2 separate regions of the Mus musculus genome follow, and region 1 is linked to region 2. Evidence: chromatin contacts called from public promoter capture Hi-C data. All regions are on one chromosome and are shown on one strand. Each heading gives the region's core, a stretch centred on a gene start, on an enhancer-like site or on the middle of the called end of the contact. The rest is flanking DNA. Distances are from core to core; before and after follow the strand shown.

Region 1 (5,096 bases), core at 2,266-4,765, 220 kb after region 2:
TTGCTCTTCGAGAGGTCCTGAGTTCAATTCGCAGCAACCACATGGTGGCTCACAACCATCCGTAATGGGATCCAGTGCCCTCTTCTGGTGTGTCTGAAAACAGTGACAGTGTACTCACATACATAAAATAAATAAATCTTAAAAAATAAATCACCCCCCATACCAACTTGAGAGAGAACGAGGTTGGAGGGGGGGATGGAGTAAAAAAAGTGCAGAAAAGGCCGTGTGTGGCTTCATGACAAAGTTCTGAGTTCAGCCTTCAACACCTGAATTTTTTTTTTTCAATAAGGAAATTAGAAGCTAGAATGTAACTTGTATAAAAGAATCTTATAAAAGGTTATCTAGACATGGCTCAGTAATCAGGAGGAAGCTGGTTCTACTTGTTCTGGGGATCCAAAAGTTTGACAACACTCACCTCTCTGCTGGCTCTGCACTCATGTACACACACACAGGCTTCACAACACTCACCTGTCTGCTGGCTCTGCACTCATGTACACACACACACACACACACAGGCTTCACAACACTCACCTGTCTGCTGGCTCTGCACTCATGTACACACACACACACACACACAGGCTTCACAACACTCACTTGTCTGCTGGCTCTGCACTCATGTACACACACACACACACACACACACACAGGCTTCACAACACTCACCTGTCTGCTGGCTCTGCACTCATGTACACACACACACACACATACACACACAGAGGCTTCACAACACTCACCTCTCTGCTGGCTCTGCACTCATGTACACACACACACACACACACACACACACACACACAGGCTTCACAACACTCACCTCTCTGCTGGCTCTGCACTTATGAGCATACCCTACATACACACACGTTTGTACACATAACTAAAAATAAAACAAGATACAGCCAGGGGTGGTAGCAAACCCTTTAATCTTAGTACTTGGGAGGCAGAGACAGACCCCTGAGTTTGAGGCCATCCAGGACCACACATCATATAGAAACCCTGTGTCAAACACAAACAAACAAACAAAAAAACTTGGAAAAGGTAATCTTACTGTGAGACTTAAGCTTTAGTTTGGTAGAATACTGACTGTGGGTTCAATGGTATGTGTGGTCACCTGTGTAGTGTACTCTCTGTAGCTTTCCTTTGACCTTTGAACATAGCCTCATGTCTTGAGTAATTTTATTTTAAAGAGTATTTTTATTATTTTATGTGTATAGATATTTTGCTTGCCTTTTCTGCACTTTTTTTACTCCATCCCCCCCCCCACCTCGTTCTCTCTCAAGTTGGTATGGGGGGTAATTTATTTTTTAAGATTTATTTATTTTATGTATGTGAGTACACTGTCACTGTCTTCAGACACACCAGAAGAGGGCACTGGATCCCATTACGGATGGTTGTGAGCCACCATGTGGTTGCTGAGAATTGAACTCAGGACCTCTGGAAGAGCAGTCAGTGCTCTTAACTGCTAAGCCCTTTTCTTTTCTTTTCTTTTCTTTTCTTTTCTTTTCTTTTCTTTTCTTTCCTTTCCTTTCCTTTCCTTTCCTTTCCTTTTCTTTTCTTTTCTTTTCTGTCTGTGTACCTAGTGCTTACATGGCCCACTGAGGTCAGAAGAGGGCGTTGGATCCTCTGAACTGGTGTGAGCTGCTGTATGGGTGCTGGGAATTGAACCTGGGTCCAATGGGTGGAAGAGCAGCCCGTGCTTTTAACTGCTGAGTCATCACTCTAGCCCTTCAGGAGTAATTTTAAAGTATGGTGAAACCTGGGCATTGTGGCACATGCTTTTAATCTGTACACTCAGGAGACAGAAGCAAGTGGATGACCTCTCTGTGAGTTGGAGGCCAGCCAGAGCTACACAGGAGATCTTATCTCAAAAGGAAAGGAAGAAAAAAAGCTCAGAGGACATGCAGAGAGACAATCATCTCAAAACCCTGTTATCTCATTTAACGAGGTTCATGGCTTGGTGAAGAATTGTTTTCTTCAAGTCTGTTTATATGGAAACATGTTTAAAGCGTGCTATTAGGTTGGGCGTGTAGATGTGAGCATATACTTTAAGCACTTGGGAGGCTGAGGGGGAAGATTACTTGTGCCCACAAGTTTGAGACTGATTGGACAAAATAATGAGAGCCTGTCTCAAAACTAAAAATCATATGCTGGGTAAGGTGGCATATGGCTTTCATCTCCGCATTTATGAGCAGATAGCAGGGGGTTAGAGGCTGGCCTGGACTATCCTGGCCGGTGAAGGACAGCCAGTGCTCTCTAGACCCTTAGTTCGGGTTATAAAACACTATTACTCTAGGGCTGGAGAGCTGAAGAGGATCCAGGCTCAGCTCTCAGCACCCTTGGCATGGTGGACCTGACACCTTGCTTCTGAGGGCACCAGGCATGCGTGAGGTGCTCGTGCATGTGTAGCAAAGACACCAGTTTTCTTGTGAGCCGCACTCTGTGATCTCACTCTCCTGAGGAAGTGATCAAGTGTAATAGAGGAGCTTTTGGTCGTTTCATGGCTTTGGTTTCGTTTCCTGGAGAGCCTTTCTGTGAAGATTTGCCTCTGCCTTGCATGTTGGCTCCCACCTTTAATCTCAGCACTTGGAAGGCAGAGGTGGGTGTTTTTTTTTTTTTTTTTTTTTTTTTAAGTTCTAGTCTAGCCTGGTATACATAGGGAAGGAGTTCTAGACTGGGCTATAATAGAGATACCCTGACTCAAAAAACAAACAAGCAAAACAACAACAATAAAAAACAAAAGGCTGGAGAGATGGCTCAGAGGTTAAGAGCACTGGCTGCTCTTCCAGAGGTCCTGAGTTCAATTCCCAGCAACCACATGGCTACTCACAACAGTCTGTAACTCCCATTCCAGGGCTTCTGACACCCTCACACAGATATGCAGGCAAAACATCAATGCACATAAAATTAAATAAACAAATGAATAAAATAGAAACAGTTGCTACTGGTTACTTTGTATTAACTTACAGTTTGCCTTGTGTTAACACTTATGGAGAAGGTATTTTTTCTGTGTTTCGATGAAGAGATTATAGTGTGAAATGTGTCTTTATCTTCACTCACACTTTCCCAGAATATGAGGGCCCTCCTGTACCTTACAGAGATTTTGCTGAGCATTTCATTCGTATGTATTTATTTATTTTTGAGACGAAGTTTCATGTAACCTATGCTGGCCTTGAACTCCTGATTTTCCTGCTTCTCCCTCCAAGTGCTTAATCACAGGGTGTACAGCACTGGTTTACACTGGGCTGGGGCACTCTGCCCACTGAGCCAGTTGCTAGCACCCTCTTCAATTGTTCTAAACCAAATAGTAGTCTGAGCTGTCTGGTTACTATAGAGACCAGAAGGGTATGGCCAAGAGGAAGAGACTCATCCAAACAGGCTTTACTTCTTGAGGAAGTTGGGAGGAAGTAGCACAGACTTGGTTCTAAAATTAGAAGCAATGTGTCCTCATTATACACAGAAGCTGAAAAAGTCAACATGGTGGGAGCAGATTGCAAAACAGTGCCTCCAGGTACTGGGCAGCAAGACAGAGGGCCAGCCAGGTACAAGGTTAAACCTCCAGTGCTGTGTGTGTGTGTGTGCGTCTGCATGGCAGTATGTGTATATGCGTGTAGATGCCCATGTATATGTGTGTGTGTGTGTGTGTGTGTGTGATGTGTGTGTGTGTATGTATGTGTATGTATGTGTGTGGTGTTTATGTGTGTGTGGTGTGTGTATTTGTGTGTGTGTATGTATATGTATGTTTGTATGTATGTGTGTGTCTGTGTGCGTCTGCGTGGCAGGATGTGTATATGCATGCAGATGCCCATGGAGGTCAGAGAGAGTGTGGGGGAACTCAGAAGCTGCAGCTCCAGGCTGTTGTGAGTCTCCTGATGTGGATGCTAGAACTTAATCCTGGTCCTCTGGAAGTATAGCAGGTCCTCCTAACTCACCTCTGGGTCATCTCTCCAGCCTTTCTGATGTCCTTAAGCACAGCAGGAAAACTATGGTTGTTGACACATGACACATGGTGTATTTCAAAGTAATGAGTGGGAAGGAATTTGAATATTCCTGCTATAGCACATTGGCAAGTCTAGGATCGTATGCCTTGGTCCAATCTTGTATAGAAGTATCGCTATACCCATGAATATGGAGATACTAGAGGGTAATCGACATTTTTTAAAGTGAAAAAAAAAATGAGTATTTAAAAAATCAACTCAAAAAGGATCCAAAACTTACATGTTACAGCTATTAAAATCTAAAAAGACCTTGTCATGGAAAAATTAACACTAGTAGTAGTAATAGTAATAAATCGTAAGGATGAGGGTGGTGATGTGAAATAGAGCGCTCACAGGTTGTCTATGCTTACTGTGATGTGTAAAGATCATCAACAGGAGATCTCTCAGGCTGGAGGGGTGGCTCAGCAGCTAAGAGCACTGACTGCTCTTCCAGAGGTCCCGAGTTCAAATCCCAGCAACCACATGGTGGCTCACAGCCAGATCTGACGCCCTCTTCTGGGGTGTCTGAAGACAGCTACAGTGTACTTACATTTAATAAATAAATCTTAAAAAAAAATAGTAGATTTTTCTTTCTTGCAGAATATGTGTGATTTTTAAGTTCTTATAGAGTCGGCTCAGTGCAGGGAGTGTGTTTGAGAGACTTGCTCAGGTTTGGTGTTCTCAAACTAACTCTTCAGCTGCTTACCAACCTATTGTCTGTTGATTCCAGGATTTAAGCATCGAGGAACAGTCAGAATGTACTCAGGACTTTTACCAAAATGTGGCTGAAAGAATGCAGACCCGTGGGAAAGGTAATATGTTGTCAGTCAGCTGTTGTGAGGCAGCCAGTTGGAGCTCAAACTGCCCTCGCCTCCTTTGATTGGCCTGGCTGGTACCAAAGTACTGTGCTGACATTGACATCTGCCTCATACCCAGCAGTGCCCTTGCATGACCTGGGCAATTGGGTTGTGCTTTGAATAATATAATTCCTGTATTGTGAGTATAGTGGGGAAGATCAGAGAGGCTCAGGAGGGTTTCTGTATGAATCCCTACCTTGGAATTGCCATTTGGTGAGTCACGGTTCACAATGACATAAACCTAAGGGAGGGGAGTTGGAGCAGAAAAAAA
Region 2 (5,507 bases), core at 1,375-3,874:
TTGGATTCCTGTGATTCTCAAGAATCCATGATGGGGCTGGAGAGATGGCTCGTGGTTAAGAACGCTGGCTGTTCTTCTAGAAGACCTGGGCTCAATTCCCAGGACCCACATGGCAGCATTACTGCCTGTAACTCCTGATCCAGGAGATTGACTCGTTCACACATGGCACGCAAAACACCAATATACATGAATTTTTTTTTTTTTTTAAAGAATCCTTGACAGGGCTGGATGCTGTGGTTGGAGGCTTAGACCTTTGATCACAGGAGAGGCAGACATACTTTTGTGAGTTCGAGACCAGCCTGATCTACATAATGAGCTTCTAGGACAGCCAGAGTTACTTGGTGAGACCCTGTCTCGAAAATAATGAGAGTAGAGAAAGAACTTAATAGTTCTTAATAGCGGAGGACCCAGGTTCAGTTCCTAGCACCCACATGGTGGCCCATAGCCACCTGTAAGTATAGATCCAGAGGTAAGACAGAAGCCATAAGTGAGGACACAGCTCAATAGGAGAGCAGTTGCTTAGTAGGCTTTACATTCCTAGCAGAAAAAAGGAAAAGGAAAAAGGGAGAGTGGGGCAGTAAGCCAGATAGATACTGGTGACACATGCCTATCATCCCAGTACCTGGGAGACAGAAGTTGAATGTCATCTTCAGCTACTTACTGAGTAGGAGACCAGCCTAGGCTGTGCCACACCCTGTCTCAAGAAACAACAGAGGAAGGTTTAGCAGTTAACACTGGCTGAGCTGGGCGGTGGTGGCGCAAGCCTTTAATCCCAGCACTCGGGAGGCAGAGGCAGGCGGATTTCTGAGTTCGAGGCCAGCCTGGTCTACAGAGTGAGTTCCAGGACAGCCAGGGCTACACAGAGAAACCCTGTCTCGAAAAAACAAAAAAAACACTGGCTGTTCTTTGAGAGGACCTACGGTTAGCTCCCAGCACCCATGTAACATTTCCGTAACCATCTGTAACTAGTTGTTGGGGATCTGATGCCTTCCTCGGGTCTCCACAGAAACAGGGCATGCAGATACAGTGGTGCCCAGACATATATGCAGGCAGAACACTCATACACGAAAAAGGGATGCGGGCGGGGGCAGACAATAGATGTCACATAGAATGTTTTAAGACGTCTGGATAGCTTTGAGGTTTCCATTCCTCCGTCCTCTACAGAAGTAACATCTATAAACAAGATGAGTCCTTTTGAAATCTAACTTATCCATCCTTCCCTGAATAAATGATGTGTTTTGCATGAAACTTTAGGACTTGGATTGGAGAGTCAGTCCTGTTGATAGTTTGCATGGGTGGATGCGTAAGGCCCTAGGTTTGGTGTAAACTGGGAGTGATAGAATCTGTGATCCCATCACGTTTGGCAGGCAGGAGGACCAAAGCATCGAAGGTCAGCCCAGTGACCATGTTCTTCCAAAGGATTGGGGTTCAACTCCCAGCATCCACATGGTGGCTCACAAACACCTATAACTCCAGTTCCAGAGGGTCTAATATGTTCTGGCCTTTATTTGCATCAGCCCAGGCACATGTGACTCACAAACATACACAGAAAATAATAAAATATTTAAAAAATTATATTAAACTAAGACACAAAACTTGGGTATTTTGAAAAATATAAGAGGTCCATGGTGACATGAAATACAGAACCCCTAAAATTTCTTCCCATTTGAACTAACAATAGTCTCTTCTTCCCCTGCACCCCCTCCCTGTTTTTTAAAGACAGGAGTTTCTCTGTGTAGCCCTTGCTATCCTAGAACTCACTTTGTAGACCAGGCTGGCCTTAAACTTAAGGATTCAAACCATGTGCCACCACTCCCAGCTCCTCTGTGGCATTTGGTGAGTGACTCTTTCACTCTCACTGGGTCAAGACTAGCCTGTTTAGATGGTCAAGCATGGGGGTCGTCCCAGGGCAGTGAACAATCTGTCACAGCACTTTAAAACAAATTTGCTGTGTGGTGGTGGTGGCGGTGGCGGCAGTGGCAAACACCTTTAATCCCAGCACTTGGGAGGCGGAGCCAGGTAGATCTCTTGATTTTGAGGCCAGTGTGTCTACAGAATAAGTTCCAGGGCAGCCAGGGCTACACAGAAAAACCCTGCCTCAAACAGCAATGACGACAATGATAGTAACGAAAGAAACAGTTTTTTTTTTTAGATTCATTTTTATTTTGCATGTATGACTTTTTTCCCCACATGTAGATCCACATACCACATACATGTGGTACCCGCAGGGGCCAAAAGGGCATTTGGATCACCTGGGAAATGGAGGACCAGCTCATAGTTAGCCACCAGGTGGGTGCTAGGAATTGAATCTGGAACCTCCAGTAGAACAGTCAGTGCTCTTAAATTGTGAGCCAGCCTTCACTCCAGCCTCTCACCAGTAGCTCTTAATTTAGTGAGAATGTTCACACAGCAGGCTTTCAAGAGTTCACAAAGCCAAGGCCAAAAAACTAACAAATTATCTTGGACACCTCTCAGCAGGACATATTACTGAGCCTAAGGCACTGTAAGTTATTATCCCCACGGAAGAAAAGCTTTGATGTCACTTCTAAAGTCCCCTTGTATCAGTTCACAAAATCCCAAATAGAAACACTAGTGTCAGGAAGTGTCTGGGGACACCTTTGAGTCTGCAGTGAGGTAGTTGTAACTTTAGAACGTGAACGGTCTGCTTCCGAAACACTGGGTTCTCGGCCCTGAACCGTGACCTCCGGTTTCGTTGGCAATCCTCCAGTATCTCTCTCGCAAAATAAAGGCCGAAGTTTTGGGCTGTCTCTGGCGAGTGAAGATCCCCTTCTTGTTTCCGATTACTCTCAGCGGTGCTAAAACAAAACAACCCAAACACACCAAGGAGGGCTGATAAGATGGCTCAGAAAGTAAAGATACTTGCTATGAAACCTACTCACCCCAAAGTTCAATCGCAGGCACCCACGTGTTGGAGGGAGCAAGCAGATGCCCATCCAAAGCTGGGGGAGGGAGGTACAACCCAATCTGAAGCCTACTTTTCTCCTTTTAACCACTGTAAACTAGACCAAAGCAAGTACTTTACTACCTAAGCCATCTCCCCAAACCCACTTCTAGGATTCTTACAAATGCCCAGGACGGGGAAACGCCGACCTGAGAACAATCCCTAAGCCCAACAGACACTCACACTGGTTCGTCATGAAGTCGGCGAAATTCCAGATGAGCTCTCCGACCACGTATTCTTTACGTTTCTGATCCAGAACTGAATGGTAATTCTCCAGAACAGCCTTCTGGTACTCCTCACTGAACATGCGAGGCGGGTCCTGGGATTCAACGCAAAAGGAGTATCAGAGCCGGGCCTGACGTGAGATCCACTCGACCACCACTAAAAGATCTGTCCTGATGCGGGGCTGTACTAACTGCAGGACTCAACTGATGCTGGCTCAGAGACCCTGCTGTCTGATGTCAGCTAGCATTAGAGAGACTTTAAAGGACACGCCTGGCAGTGGTGGCTGGCGTATGCCATTAGTCACAGCACTGGAGAGGCAGGAGGAGCTCTTGAGTTTGAGGCCAGCCTGGTCTACAGAACGAGTTCTGGGACAGCCTGGGCTGCACAGAGAATCCCTGTCTTGGGGAGGGGGTCATCAAGGTGGCCCATGTCTTTAATCCAAGAGGCCGACACAAAAAGGATCAAGAGTTCCAGACCAACCAGGGCTACACTGTGAGACCCTGTCTTAAGAACAATCTTTGAAAGCGTAAAAACCTATAGGGTGGTGGTGACACACATCTTTAATCTCAGCACTCAGGAGGCAGAGGCAGGAGGATTTCTGTGAGTTGGAGGCCAGCCTGGTGTACAGATCAAGTGCCAGGACAGCCAGGGCTACACAGAGGAACCCTGCCTGGAAAACCAAACAAGAAAGTAAAAACTTTAATTAGTAAAAGTGTTTGTCATATCTCTTCACTTGCCTGTGTTGGGAATCAGGTGCTCCTTAATTTTATGCTACCTTAATCGAGTCAGGGTCTCTTGCTATTTCAGCAAGCCTGGTGAGACATTCAGCTCTGGGGATCCCATCTCCTCCTCCAGGGCACTGGGGTTAAAGGAATGCTGCCACACCAGCCTTGCACCCAGCTGGGTGGTAAGGCTCTGAATTTTGTTTCTCACATTCACAGAACAAGTACATTCCCTTTTAAAGGCACAGTCCTCCAGCTGTTCTTAAAGCTGAAGTACTCTGGGAGTACTTAGCTCTAGAGAAGTTTGGGGGGGGGGGGAGGAGAGTACGGGAGGAGGGGTTCTTTCAAGATAGGATCTTACCACATAGCCTGCATGTAACCCAGACTGGCCTCGAAGGCAGACTCATCCAGACCTAACTCCTGTATGTGGAACTAGGACTGACTTTTGTTGGGGCTGGAGAGATGGCTTGGTGCTTAAGAGCACTAGCTGTCCTTCCAAAGGACCCAGGTTCCATTTCGACCATCCACACGGTGGTGCACAACTATCTGCAACTCCAGTTCCAGGGAATCATCTGACCCCCTCACACTAACATATATGCAGGCAAAACACCAATGTGCATACATACATACATACATACATACATACATACATACATACATAAACAAAAACAAGTTAAAAAGAGGGTATACTGTCCTCACAGAGGCCAGGTTCAGTTCCCAGCACCTGAGGTGGCTGAAAATCACTTGTGATTCCAGCTCCAGGGGAGTCTGATACCTTTACCCTTAGTGAGGACCCAGACACACGTACATATCCAGACAGACACACAGACATACACATAATGAATTTTTTTTTTTTAAATCTTGTGTATGACATAGGTACTCGTGTGTATGAATATGAACGGGTATATGCTTGTAGAAGTCTTCAACTTCCGGGCTGATGAGATGGCTCAGTGGGTAAGAGCACTAGCTGCTCTTCCTAAGGTCCTGAGTTCAAATCCCAGCCACCACATGATGGCTTACAACCACCCGTAATGAGATCTGACACCCTCTTCTGGTGTGTCTGAAGACAGCTACAGTGAACTTATAAATAATAATAAATAAATCTTTAAAAAAAGTCTTCAACTTCCATTTCTTTTGAGATAAGGTCTCTTGCTCACCACAGTGTGTATACCACGTGGCTGGCCTGAGAGCTAACGGATCCTCCTGTCTCTAATTCTCATCCTTTAATAGGACAACGGAGTTACAGATGTGTGCCACCACACCCAGCATTATGTGGGTCCGGGAAGGGGTGGGGGGACTTGAACTCAGCTCATCACACAGCAAGTGCTTTATCTCACAGAGCCCAGGCTGTGTATCCTGCAACTCAACTGCCTCCACCCAAGTGGCAGTACAGACACAGGGCACTTCGCCCATCATACTTTTTTTTTTTTTGAACAGTTGCTACTCTTTTTTTTTTTAAAGATTTATTTATTTATTATATGTAAATACACTGTAGCTGTCTTCAGACACTCCAGAAGAGGGAGTCAGATCTCCTTACAGATGGTTGTGAGCCACCATGTGGTTGCTGGGATTTGAACTCCGGACCTTCGAAAGAGCAG

The links. Capture Hi-C pulls out chosen DNA fragments and counts their contacts.
Region 1: a promoter capture Hi-C map of liver shows a contact between it and region 2. The contact joins two enhancer-like sites. A contact is called at or near these places in 5 of 39 promoter capture datasets (hematopoietic stem and progenitor cells, hippocampal neurons, liver and 2 more) and 4 of 9 other capture datasets (adipose tissue, embryonic stem cells, liver and 1 more).

The regions. Positions count from the first base shown.
Region 1 is chr5:130,202,311-130,207,406 of GRCm38.p6, forward strand. It overlaps Rabgef1 (RAB guanine nucleotide exchange factor (GEF) 1), which reads left to right. Exons shown (of 9, transcript NM_001199059.1): 5 at 4,699-4,780. Among named protein-coding and RNA genes, the nearest start is that of Tmem248, 17 kb to the right of the region's middle. Within about 2 kb of position 3,516, at least 59 of the 459 cell types and tissues checked have an H3K27ac peak or open chromatin away from gene starts, as enhancers often do. A contact at or near this core is called in liver, where this site is marked.
Region 2 is chr5:129,986,872-129,992,378 of GRCm38.p6, forward strand. It overlaps Gusb (glucuronidase, beta), which reads right to left. Exons shown (of 12, transcript NM_010368.2): 11 at 3,146-3,281; 12 at 2,140-2,816. The coding sequence ends at 2,647. Among named protein-coding and RNA genes, the nearest start is that of Gusb, 13 kb to the right of the region's middle. Within about 2 kb of position 2,625, at least 9 of the 459 cell types and tissues checked have an H3K27ac peak or open chromatin away from gene starts, as enhancers often do. A contact at or near this core is called in liver, where this site is marked.